Linked DNA regions of Rattus norvegicus: region 2 is linked to region 1. Evidence: chromatin contacts called from public Hi-C data. All regions are on one chromosome and are shown on one strand. Each heading gives the region's core, a stretch centred on a gene start, on an enhancer-like site or on the middle of the called end of the contact. The rest is flanking DNA. Distances are from core to core; before and after follow the strand shown. Region 1 holds the start of Macrod1 (mono-ADP ribosylhydrolase 1). Region 2 holds the start of Otub1 (OTU deubiquitinase, ubiquitin aldehyde binding 1).

What was found. A called contact is a pair of places that touch in the nucleus more often than the background predicts.
Region 2: a Hi-C map of liver shows a contact between it and region 1, with 2.7 times the contacts expected there. The contact joins the promoter of Otub1 here to the promoter of Macrod1 in region 1. A contact is called at or near these places in 11 of 12 Hi-C or Micro-C datasets (the A7r5 cell line, the Rat2 cell line, Schwann cells and 6 more) and 1 of 1 datasets of contacts at active chromatin or transcription factors (oligodendrocytes).

What each region holds. Positions count from the first base shown.
Region 1 is chr1:213,672,497-213,679,126 of GRCr8, forward strand. It overlaps Macrod1 (mono-ADP ribosylhydrolase 1), which reads left to right and starts at 2,981. Exons shown (of 11, transcript NM_139337.2): 1 at 2,981-3,355. The coding sequence starts at 3,064.
Region 2 is chr1:213,820,611-213,827,240 of GRCr8, forward strand. It overlaps Otub1 (OTU deubiquitinase, ubiquitin aldehyde binding 1), which reads right to left and starts at 4,069. Exons shown (of 7, transcript NM_001106332.1): 1 at 3,987-4,069; 2 at 2,161-2,222; 3 at 1,858-1,956. The coding sequence starts at 4,044. It also overlaps a transcript of Macrod1 not described here.

The sequences.
Region 1 (6,630 bases), core at 1,731-4,230:
AAGTCATGTTATAGTGTTGTCTAGTTGTCTTTTTCTTTTCAATTCCCTTCCTTGAGACCCGGTTGACTGAGCTGGCTTGGTCAACAGAGGTTGCAGTATGCACAGGGCCTACATGAGTCTGGATGGATCCCAGCACTGAGGGGGAAATGGACGCAAGCCCCAGCCCTCAGCCCAGATACTATCTCCAGTACACAATTGCTTGTAAAGGAAAAAATTATTTTCTCCAATGGAGTCTCCTTACAAGCCACTGCTAGGGCTCCATCATGGACTGCCAACACAAAACAAACCCAATAATCTTTTAGGAGGTCCCTTGTCTCATAATGCTTTGTCTCAGCATCAACTTTATCTTTCTATTTCTTCCTTACAGATACTCTCTCAGCGAGTTTATGGGATCTCTCTGTGTATGAACGAGAGCCTCTCTGCATCTACATGCTCTTCCTGTACATTTTCTTTGGCTTTTTCTTTTTTCCTTTTCTTTTTTTTCAGAGCTGGGGACAGAACTCAGGGCCTTGCGCTTGCTAGGCAAGCGCTCTACCACTGAGCTAAATCCCCAACCCCTTCTTTGGCTTTTTCTCTCCTGGTCATTTCTTTGCTTGTCCCTTCTCTTTTCTTTTCTTTTTTTTTTCTTTTTTTTTTTTTGGGGGGGGGCGGGGGAGCTGGGGACCGAACCCAGGGCCTTGCGCTTGCTAGGCAAGCGCTCTACCACTGAGCTAAATCCCCAACCCCCGCTTGTCTCTTTTCTAGTTTGTTTGGTTTTATTTTATTATGTTTTTAGATGCCTGTTTGTATTCTAATGAGAGTAATGAGAGAGGGGGGGGGGATATGGGTGTATAGAGAGTCAGTGAGGATCTGGGAGGAGTTGGAGAAAGGGAGGAGAGAGGGAAATGTAATAAGATTTTATTGTATGAAAAATATCCTTTTGGGGGGCATTCTAGACAGGATTATCTGTGTAGCCCTGGCTGGCATTGACTTGTTCTGTAGACCAGGCTTGTACTGGTCTGTCCGCCTCTGCCTCCTGAGTGCTGGGATTAAAAGGTATGTCACCACACCTAACTATCAATTAAGGGGGGGGGGATGAGGGCTGTATCTAGTGTGGACTAGGTGGCAGGGGTTCTGGGTATCCAGAGTCCAGGAGCTGAGCCCCAAGGGCATGGATTTCAGGCCATCAGTGGAAGGCAGCCTTCTTCTTAGGGGTCAAAATGTCTTTTGGGTGGGACCTTTGTCTTTTCCCAGAGTCCCCTCCCAAGTCTTTGGAAGGATGGAAGGCAAAGTGAAGGCCCTTCAAGCTGTCCACACTAAATCCTGGAACCTGTGAATATGGCCTCAGGGAAAGGGAAACTGAGGAAGCATAAACCAGCTAGCTGATTGTGGGCAACTACTGACTTTTTCCTGGATCCTGATTGGGCCAGTGTAAGCACAGCCTGGAAAATGGTAGATGGAGAAGCCAAGAGCAAAGTCCCCACCACATAAAAGATGTGAGAAGCCTGAACCATTGTCAGACTGCAGGAAGGAACTATTGGAAGGGCCACATGACCTCTGGCCACTGGGAAATCCTGGGACAAGCTCTCTTAGAGTTTCCAGGAAGGAATGAAGCCAGAGACATGTAATTCTGGTGACTTACCCCAGAGTCTTGTCTCACAAGAACTTAAACTGAGAAGTCTGCATTGTTTACGTTGCCAGGTTTGTGCTGAGGATTCAATAGGAGGGTCATTCACTTCGCTCTCTTTCCTTTTTGTTTTGTTTTCCAGGAGCTAAATCTTTATTTGAAAAGTTTTGGGAACAAGGTCTGGAGAGATGGCTCAACCATTAAGGCTGGCAAGAACAATTTGTAAGAAATCTTATGTTCGGGTGTTTTCCTGCCTGTGTGTTTGTGCACTACTTCCATGCCTGGTGTCTGGCAAGGCCAGAAGAGGGCGTGGCATCCCTTGGAACTGGAGTTACAGATGTTTGTGAGCCACCATGTGAGCTCTGGACCTAGAATTCTGGTCCTCGGGAACTGCATCAAGGGCTCTTAATTGCTGAGTCATTTCTCCAGTCCCAGGATTTAAATCCCGCCCCATCTCTCTCCTCTTTCTTTTGAAATAAAAAGTAGGGTCTCCCTGGGTTGTGGAACTGAGTATGAATAGTGGCTAACCTGGAACTCCTGACCAACCTCTCTGCCTTTAGAATGTTAGCGTTACAGGCATATGTCATTAAGGAATACGAGAAAAAAAAATGATCCTATTTAGTTCACCGGAGTGTTCCTATACACCCAGATTCATATTTTCTGTGTGTCTCTGTCCCTCTCTCCTTAATATTGTTAGATTGACCTGTTGACTGAAACAGGGTCTTACGATGTGGCTGCCCTGTTAAGTCAGGCTGACCCTAAACTTTCCTACGATCCTCGGCCCTCACCCTCCCGAATGCTGGGATTGTATGCCCCACAACGCCGGTTTGGCACCTAGGTTTCTTCCTTTCAAATCTCACTAATGTCTTGCTGGCTACTGTGGAATTCAGTAGGAGCCGCTTGGCCCTTGGAGCTTATGGAAGGTCTAGCTCTTCCGGCCATCTCTGCTAGGCGAAGTCGCCCCAACCTGACACATAGGTCCACTGCACATATTACCTCCCCTTGGCAGGCTGGAACCTGCAGCTGCTGTGGACCAGACGCAGAGCTGGGTGATGTGTAGGGAGCCAACACAAGTCCAGGTCTCTCTATGCTTGAAAAACACGCGATAGGGACCAAGCTGCGTTTTGAGCTACGGCAACTAGGCGAAAAGACCCAGGAGCCGAGGTAGGCGGAAAAACCCAGGCGCGGAGTGCCTTGAAGGTTGACTGCAGCCACCCTCGAGAAGACAGACAGGCTGGGTGCGCACGTGTGTGTACGAGTGCGTGAGCGCAGTGGGCCCGACTGGGACTACAAGTTCCAGAGTGCCCAGCGGCGCGCCGCCCGCGGTCTCTAAGCAGGTCGCCACGGGCTGGCACGCGCCACTCTCGTCCCAGAGTAAATAAGGGACCGAGCGCGACTCTCCAGAGCACCGTAAATAGAGTCCGAGTGGGCGGGGAGCAGCCCGGCACCGCCTGCTCATGTCGCTGCAGAGCCAAGTGTCCGGCCGCCTGGCACAGCTGCGCGTGGCGGGGCAGCTGCTGGTCTCCCCGCGCCCCTGGCCCGGCCGCTCGGCGGGTGGCCCGCGGCCCCGTGGCAGTGCGTACGGTCCCCTGGTGGCGCTGGGCCAGCACGGCTACTGCGCGTGGCCTTCGGCGGGAGTTGGGGCGTGGGGGGCGGCAGGGCGTGGAGCCTGGGTGCGCACCTGGGCCCCCCTGGCCATGGCCGCGAAGGTGGACCTGAGCACCTCCACCGACTGGAAGGAGGCCAAATGTAAGTGTGAGAGCAGGGCGTGGGTCTCCCCGGCCGAACGGCACTCCACGAGCACCTGAGACACTTGGGAACCCCCTCAGCCCACATCCATACCCAGCTCCCACATCAGGTTACCCCTTGACTGAACGAGTGGGGAAGGCGGTCTCACCTCAGCAGTGGTCCCCAGGAGCCCACCCCCCGACCCTCCCCCCGTCCCCACCCTCCCACCCCCGAGATCCTTTGGGACCTGCCGCCCTCCTTCATGCATGCACAGGAGGAAAACTGAGGCCCAGGGCCAGAGTCCACTTCCCCAAGGTCAGGCTGGGAGTGTGCAAAGGCAAAGTGTGGGAGCTTGGCCTATCAGGTAGGGTCAGATAGCCCCAAGAGTGGCAGCTCGGGTGTCGGCTTCTCTGGTAGTATGGTAGGTGCCCGTTTTGCCCTCCTGCTGGCTTCTGGCCCCTTGCCAGCAATCTGCCCCTTCTTGAGGGACTGGCCTCATAGAACTTGGGAGAGCAGGCTGACATCGGGCGTGAGCTGTTGAGAATCACTAACTCCCCAAAGAATGAAAGTATTTCCCCTCCTGGACGGGCATGCCAGGAAGGGGCCATGGGTCCTGGACGACCTAGTCTCTAGCAGGAATGCAAAGTGCAGAGTCCCAAATAGCCCTGAGTGGCAGTCCAGCTGCCCCTGCCTTTCAGCGCCAGTCCCTCCTCTATTACTCTGAGCGGATCCTCCTCCCAATGAGCGGCTAATGCGCCTGCCTTATTGGCTGGGCCACTGGTGGGCGTGACCACGGGGGCTGGGCCACCTGGGTCTCAAGCAGGGTTAAAGGTAACCTCAGATTGGTTTTAGAAAAGAGAAACTCCCTCTTGTTGCACGTCCGCACAGGATCCTGAAGCACTTGGCGGTCCTCTTTGGAAGCAGTCAGAACTTACCACTCTCTCACCCTTGGCCGGGAGGGAGTTGCGGTGCTGGTCCAGAATTCCAGCAGAGGGAGTTAGTGTTCCTCCTTAGAGTCCCGCTTAACCACAGGGAGCAGCAACCGAGGGAGATGGGGCAGTACCAAACCCAGTGTAGGGTCTGCCTCTATTTCTAGTCCAGCCCTTCTCCCCTTAGCTCCCCTTTCCTTGGTGACCCTGAAAACCAGCCTAATCTGGGAAAGCTGATAGGACCTGAGGTTCCTCAACTGCTGGACTGATGCAGTTTTCTCCCCTTCTCTGCCAAGCTGGGTCTGTGTAAGTCAGGTGAGCTGGTCCTTGAAGCTCTGGAGAATCTGAGCGCTACTTGCCATTTCCGGTGGGTTTATCGGGACTACAGAAGCCAGCGCTACTGTGTCTAGCTTTTAGGCTTTTGCATGGGTTCTGGGGATCAAATTCTGGTGTCTAGGCTTACATAGCAGGTGCGTTTACCCACCCACTAAGCCATCTATCTCCTCGGCCCTCATTCAATAAACTTTTACCTATTGGGGCCAGCCGTAGGATTCAGCAGTGAGTGGCCAGGCAACAGTCTGTGGAGAAACACTATGGTGGCATAGTCCTCTGTGCACATGAAGAAACTGTGGTGGCTGGGGCCACCTGAGCTGGGAAGGTCAGAGGTGGCCTATCTGGGACCTGAGGTAAAGCAACCAGCTGGGGGAGGGCATTCTAGGTTCAGGCAATAGGGCTAGACTTGGAGGAGGTCGTCCCATTGTGACCAAATGCAGTCCAGAGGCGCTGGTGACAGGGGCTGGGTGGTGAGACGAGGCCTCTCAAGTTTCAGGTACCTAGTGTGTGGAAGCAGGTGCTCCAAGCTTCCATGGCCTGGGACAGCAGGCTCTGAGCGTGGAAATGTGGGGTGGTCTGGTCTAAATCTTCCTTTTATTTGTTTTATTTATTTATTTGTATATTTGTTTGTTTGTTTGTTTATTTTGAAAGAGAATCTCTATAAGTCCTGGATGTTCTGGACCTTGTTATGTCAACCAGGCTGGCCTCAAACTCAGAGCTCTACCTGCTTCAAAGACTTTGGTTTTTTGTAAAGAAAAAAAAAAAAAAAAAAGGTTAGGGTTGATGCCACACACCTTTAATCCCAGCACTTGCTTGGTAGAGGCAGGCAGGTCATTCTGGTCTACCAAGTGAGTTCTGGGCCAGCCAGGGCTACAGAGTGAGCCCCTGTGTCTGAAAACAAAACAATAATCAAAGTCGTCCTCCATAGCCCAGGATGGGCTGGACCTCACTCTGTGGTGCACATGGACACATTATGACCTCTGTATAGTATGCTGTCTTCATGTACCATGTTTGGATATCCATTCTTCTGCAGACGGGCATTTGGGCTTCTCGTGCATTAAGTTACTCAGACGGTTCTGACACGAGTCTCTAATGGAATGTGTGCTCAGGGATATAACTAGATGAGGACTACATCTAGATGATTGCTTTCCTAGGTGATTTTCTGTCAAAGACTGGCACACAGAGTCACACGAGATTGATGTGTAGGCAGTTAAGGGTGGAAAAAAAATATAACAGCAGGGGGTGTGGAAACTCCTGGGCCTTTGGGTGGGGGCTCCTCACTTTTTGGGAAAGTCAAGGTACAGTCTTGGGGGTTGCTCAGTGGGACACACTCTCATCCAGAGCAGCAGTGCGTTAGTTTCTGCTTGTTGGTGACCACACTAATCCCAAGTAAGGGAAGAAAGACGAAGGCAGAAGGTCCCCATGCACAAGGCATGGTGAAGTAGCTCAGATCAGGGTGGTGCATATCTGTGCTCCTAGTACTCTGAAGCAGAGGCAGGAGGATTGCTGTGAGTTGGAGACTGGTTAAGCTATATAGCAAAGGGAAAGTAGGACCGTGGTGGCTGGAGTGGTGACCGATGAGAGGCCTAGAGCGAGGCAGGAGTGAGGCCTGACTTGCAATGACCAGTGCCTGGTCCTGCCAGCCAACTCCCACCTCTGGACCAGCCTTTCGAATGTGACCCGAGGCTGTGGGGTGTTCAGATTCAGAGTGTAGTCTCAGGCAGCTGGAGGCAGGTGCAGGCTGCAGGCAGCCAGCAGGAGGGTAGGTGGGAGGCAGGAGGGCAAGCAGAGGTGCGGTGCTTCAGAAGGGTTCGACCCTTCCAGCAGAATCTCCGTATGGGGTGCTGCTCTGTGCCATGCCCATTGCCTGCTGTGGTTCAGCTGGAGAGGTCTTGCCCACGGCTCAGCTTCTTCTTTACCTCTGTGTTGGCTGCCGGCTTCTCTAGATTCGTTACTGTTCCACATCAGGACAGCCACCAGGCCAGGTCCCCTCATCAGGAGACATGTAGGCCTTTGGGTTGGCCTTGTTTTTGA
Region 2 (6,630 bases), core at 2,819-5,318, 150 kb after region 1:
TGCAAATTCTCCCACTCCTTTATTTCTCTCCACTGTACTACCCATCTCTAACGACCAAATTTTGTGTGTGCGTGCGTGCGTGCGTGCATGTATATGTGTAGTGTTACAGGGTTGGGGCAGGTTTTGCTCTATTTAGCCCAGGTTGACCTTGCTCCTCTTGCCTCGTTTTCTCCTGAGATTAAAGACATGCTGTCCACCACACATACCTTTTAGTTTGTGTATCTCTTGCACTGCCCTGTCAGCATCACAGGAGCAGGACTGTGTTTCAGTCTGCAGTGTATGTAGCACCTCTACTGCCTGGCACTGTAACATGACCACTATGCTAAGGCTGCTCAGAGTCAGAAGCTCACTGGGCATACTGTCGGCACCCTGTAGAGGGCTCCTGTCCACTTCCTCACACCCTCACAAAGTCCACTCCGCACAGGAGCCAAGGACACACCCAGCCTGGTTTTGCTATCACCCAGGAAGAACAGGAGGACTTAACAGAAAAGAAGTTTAGGGGTACTGCAGTGCTTGGCTGTAAACAGCTCTCTTCAGTTTGCTAAATGACTCAATGCTAAGAACCGAGGGTGTCCTGTTGTTTTTACAGGGCAGCTCAGGAGAACAGGTGGCCCTGGATGACCATCACTCTAACTGGCCACATGGGAGAGGAGGAACCTATGCTTTCTAAGCACTTACCGGGCACAGCGGCACTCAATTCAACACCCTCCCTAAACTTGCCCCATGGGCTGAAAATAACTCTAGCCAGAGATCCAGCCTTGAACAACTTGTCACACAACTGCAGAGCACAGATCTACCGGACTCAAAAGTCAGGGCAGAGCCTTAACCCCCTCACATATATTCTGGAGAAATCCCAAATCCCTGAGCAGCAGGTATAAGCAGATCAGACTGCAGACAGCTGGTCTAGGCTGAACAGGGGTCATTTAGTTCACGCATTTCCCCTCAGGTGCTAAGGATGGAACTTAGAGCCTTGCAGATGCTGGCTCACCCTACTACTGAGCTGGCTGCACCTCAGCCCTACACAACATATTAAGTTCTGCCAACTGCCAACAGCTCAGAGTCAGGAAAGCTCATGAACTTTTGCTTCTCTGGCAACAGGGAAGTAACTGTGGACACTCACTACCGTGCCTGGCTATTGTGGAGCTATGATGCCCTCCCAGTAAACCTGTCAGGAAGCTTCCTTCTTGCACTGCCCCTGTAAGGGAGTTTATCTGCTTGGCCGCCTGAAGACTCCAGCTGCAAGTAGAGGCCATAAACACCTATGGTCTTTGGAGGAGGACTGGAGGGAACCATTTCTTAACCCTTCAGGCTGTCCACTAAATACTATTTTCACCCCAGGGTACAGTCCAACCTCCACTGCTCCCAGCCTCTGGGGTGACTGGTAAAGACTGCCTAAGTTTGTGTGATGCAGCAGGTACACAGAGAAGGCCTGTCGTTCACAAAGATCCAGCAGCCAGACTATAGGACGGGCCTCTATGACCAATCTACCCATCCCAATACCAGCGAGTTTGGCCCCTGGCTGGCTCCTGAGCTGTCAGTGCCCGCCCAGCCTGCACCTGGTCCCACCTGAGCATCACGTACCTCAACCTTACAGCCACCCTACAGGAAGATGCTTTCACTGTCCCTATTTTACAGATGAGGACACCCAGGGCTCAGAGACACTGAAGGACCTGTCAAGAAGACAGCTGCTGAGTGGCAATCTGATGTGAATGGAGGTCTCAGTCCAGAGGCTGCACACTTCAACAACTAGCAATAGGAGGTGTGCCCCCCCCCAACACCCAACCCTCTCAGACATTAGGCCTGACAAGAAGCAGGGCTGAAAGAGGCTCCCTCCTGCCCCTCTGGCCAGGATCCCACCTTGATCTTCTGTTGGTAAATGTTGTCATCCTCAGCATACTCCTTATACAGAACTGAGAGTTCCAGTCGCTCTGACACCAGAGGATTCTGCACAGCAATCTGCAGGGAGGCAGGAGATTGACTAACCCATGTCTAACACCTACAAAAGGGGTGCTGGGCTGGTCATCCAGTGGCACAGCAACCCCCATAAAAGCATGAAGTGCCTAAAATAGACTTGAGAGGGGAGGGCTTCAAAGTAGACATTAGGCCTCAGGCCCACAAAGCCCTCAGCTACTCCCTCCCCAACCTTCTTCAGCACCTCACCTCTTGCTGAATCCGGTCTTGCTGAGCCATAATGGCTTCATCATAGGCTAGACAGTTAACACCTAGAAAAAGGAGAAAAAAAGAAGTGCCAACCAAGGGTTCCTGTGGGGTCTGACTATCTCAACAGCAGGCAGCTTTGGCAGAACAGGTCAGGAATCTAAGAGCCTATGCCTTACACCCCACTGTGTATTCTTAGAAAAGTCCTTCCCTCTTCGAGTTCTCATCTCCTCATCTTTTGAAGGTAGCTGGATATGGTGTCATTTGGGAGGCTAAGGCAGGAAGACCACAGGTCTGTGTAGCCAATCTCTAAAAAGGAGCAGCTAAGCATCACAGTGCACGGCTGTTAAGTCCCAGCAATTGCAGACCAGACCAGGATGCAGAAGCCTAGGAATTAAGACATCAGCTCTGCAAATATGGCAAGCCTTTATCTTGGAAGAAAAAAATAATAGGGCTGGGGTTGAGGCCCAGTGGTAAAGATATATTTGTCCTGTGGGTATAAAGCCCTGGTTTCTATTTCTAACAACCTCAAGAAATAAGTAAATACAAATAAATAAAATGACAATGTAAAGATCACCCCCAAGCTCTCCTGCAGCTCCCTGCTTTCTATCAGCACTCTGTAGCATCTTGGGAATGCTCTGGGGAAGGGAGCCTCTGGGAGAAAGCAAGATGAAGGGGTGGTGCCCTAGGTAGAAAGTAAGCCTGCACTTTATTGAGACACGCCCTTTGTCCTTCTGTGGTCCCATGTATGCTCACTTTCCAAATTAAAGAAACAAATAGAGAAATGACTCCATCTTGTCCAAGGTCAAAGGTCATAATGAGCAAGTCCACATTTGCACAATTTCAGCCTGAGCTCTTGGACATATCACTTGCCACTTAACTATAAAGCCCTCTCCCCTCACTGGCAAAATGGATTAATGCCGTTACCTTGATCCCATCATCAAAATATGCTGGGATTGTGCCAGCAGCAACTACTACCTAAGCACTCTCTTGAGTTATCCATGGATTCAGGACGTTCATTCTGAAGACTCTAAGCAGCTACTGTAGGAGTCAGGAGACACTAATTCTAGTCCTGGATCCTTCTTAGATGTGATGGAGAACAATTTCTTTCTTCGTATCTGGGTTTCCTAGCCCTCAACCTCTAGTATGTAGTGTGGAGTTAGAGTAGGGTGTGCGTGTATTGGCTTTTTAAAGCCAATCCTTTGGGGCCTGATTATTCCAAGTTCTCAGCTGAGCTTCTCACCATGTCCTAAAACGGGACAACCCCTAGAGCCCAAGTTCTCGGTAGACAGGGAGAAGGTGTGACCAGTTTTTGTTTTTTTTGTTTTTTTTTTTAAGGACCAGGGATCTAGGAAAACAATGCCTGTTCAAAGGAGCCGGAAGGCCAGAACAAGCTCTAAGGAAAAGGGCCGCCAATGGCATCCAGAACGGCCCACCAGGGACTTCGTCCTTGGAAGCCCGGCGTTACTCAACGCCTTTCAGCAGCTCCGGCAAAGGCGGGCCGGGCCTAGGCCTCGGCTAGACTGCGAGGACTCAGGCGGGCAGACTGCGGGAGCCAGCCGAGGCCGCGGTACCGGCGGAGGCGGGGCGGTCCAGGCCCCGCCCCAGGCGTGCGCGAGAGGCCGAGCCCGGGCCCTGGCCGCCCCGCCCGGCCGGGGGTCGCCGCGGCCCTGCTTCCATTGTGAGGGGGAGGGGAGAAGACGTGGTGAAGGGCTCCGTCGCACGCTACGCCCAGTCCCCGGGGCTCTGCCTCCCCGAGCTCCTCGGGAACGACCAGCCAAGGCTTGCCCCCGCTACCCCGGGCAGAACATCCTTCCCTCCGTTCGTACCTTCGGAATCGCTGCCCAGCGGCTCCTGCTTCTGCTGCTGAGGTTCCTCCGCCGCCATCTTTAAACAGCGCTGCACTGGCGATCGCTTCCGGGTTATTAATTGCCCTCCTCCCGGAAGGGAGCCCCTCCTTGTGGCCCCGCCTTCGCAACGCCCCTAGCAACAGGCTCCCTTTGGCGGTTGTCAGGGCCTGGGCTGCTGCTGCTGCCCTGGGGAGCTTAGGGGCTAGAGTCCTCGGGAGAAGCGGATGGACCCAACGCACGCTTCCACACTTCCACTTTCCCAAAGGTCCTGGGGTGCTAAGGACCTCCTTGAGTCACTTCTGTTTTCTGTATACTGAAGTTTGAAACGCAGGTTGTGTAACTGAGATAAAGAACAAGATGGAATTAAAGACACTAGAAGGTTGATCACAGCTGCGAATGCATTCAAGGTACTGGGCAGTAGCTGCAGTGCGGAGCCACTACAGGAAGAGGTGACAACCTTCTGACGCCCTTCGGAGCCCCGAAATCGCGGCCTCTCGCCTCTGACCACTGAGCCTGTTCTCTACAGGCTTTGAAGACCTGTTTCCAGCACGGAGAGCATCTTCCTTTGATATCAAAACCAAAAGCCTCGACCTAACTTTGGCTATATGTCCTCCTATCTGAGAAAGCAGAGCCATTTAAAAGCGTGGACTTGAGTCCATAATGCGAACACGTGAAAGCTGGAGACATGGAGGGTCAGGAGTTCAAGGTAATCCTGGAGTTTCAGGCAAGGCTTGGTTGTTTTGTCTCAAACAAAACCTGTGCCAAAAAGTGGCCGTCCTTGCTAACTTTTGCCAAAGCTACCTATTTTCTTTGGGTTATGTCTCCATTCTGAGAAATGGATACTCCCATTTGCAGGTCCTGTGTACCCAGAAAAGCAAACACCAGCGAGTTTGCAGGAGAAGGCATTTACTTCTTGATAGCACAGCTATAGCTAGCACTGAGCCACAGAGACTCCTTTTACCCTCCAGAGTAGAGGTCCTTGTCCTGACGAGTCCCAACCCCAGCTCCTATATGGACTCCTTAGTCCAGGAAATAGAGGCCAGGGTGGAAAAGCTCTCTTCAAGATTAAGAAAAATCAAGTACAGGCTAGGCATGGTGTCTGCCATTAATTCCAGTACTAGGGAGGCATGTGGATCTCTGAGTAGAGGCCAGCTTGGTCTACAGAGTGAGTTCCAGACTCCAGACTAAAGAGAGAAACCCTGTCTCAAAAAAAAAAAAAAGAGTGGGGAGGAGCCAAAAAGAAATCGTGTCCTTTGTTATCAGCTATCATTGGTATTGTGTCTATAATGTGTGGAAGGCTGTGTGTGCCGAGGTGCCTGTGGAATAGAGCACAACTTTTATAGAATCCGTTCTCTCCACCTTTATATGGGTTCTGGAGGTGGAACGTAGGTTTTCAGGTTTGTATGGCAAACACTTTACCCATTGAGCCATCTTTCCAGCCCTCCTCTTTTATTTATTTTTTTTCTTCAAGATTTATTTGTGTATGTACATGTACCATATGCATGACTGGTGCATGGGGAGGGTCGAGGTGGAGTTAACAGTAGTGTGAGCCACTCGACCTGGCAGTGATCCTTCTATAGTGAGAAATTGGAAACCAGAGCCTCAGTTTATAACTTTTTGAAAATGTTCACTTATGGGGCTGGAGAGATGGCTCAGCGGTTAAGAGCACCGACTGCTCTTCCAGAGGTCCTGAGTTCAAATCCCAGCAACCACATGGTGGCTCACAACCACCTGTAAAGAGATCCAATGCCCTCTTCTGGTGTGTCTAAGACAGCTACAGTGTATTCATATATAATAAATAAATAAATCTTTAAAAAAAAAAGAAAATGTTCACTTATTTATTTTATGAGTGCTTTGTCTTGATGCACACTGAAGAGGGCATCAGATCTCATTACAGATGTTTGTAAGCCACCATGTGGTTGCTGGGAATAAACTCAGGTCTTCCGATGAGCAGCCCACTGAGCTATTCGGCCCCCAATATATATTCTATATTCTTTTTTTTTTTTTTTTTGGTTCTTTTTTTCGGAGCTGGGGACCGAACCCAGGACCTTGCGCTTCCTAGGCAAGCGCTCTACCACTGAGCTAAATCCCCAACCCCCCAATATATACTTATTAAACATTTTTGTCTGCGTATCAGTATGTAGGAGGGTCAGAGGACAAATTCTCTCCTCCTATCACGTGGATCCACTAAGCATTGCACCCTCTGAGCCCTCGCCTCTTCCCCTAATCTATAACTTCTCTTAATAGCATCTTTGGCATCTGGTTTGGGGGTTTGGTTTGGTTTTCAAGACAGAGTTTTTCTGTGTAGCCCTGGCTGTCCTAGAACTCTATAGACCAGGCTGGCCCCGAACTCAGAAACTCACCTGCTTCTGCCTCCTGAGTGCATGTGCCATCACTGTCTGGCTTTACTGTTATTGTTTTGTATCAAACTTTCTAAATGATTCCCAGGTAACTTTGGTTTTTTTGTTTTTTTAAGATTTTTTAAGAAGAGGGCATCAGATCTCATTACAGAAGGTTGTGAGCCACCATGTGGGTGCTGGAATTTGAACTCAGGACCTCTGGAAGAGCAGTCAGTGCTCTTAACCACTGAGCCATCCTCCAGCCCTATTTAAACCTTTCTTAA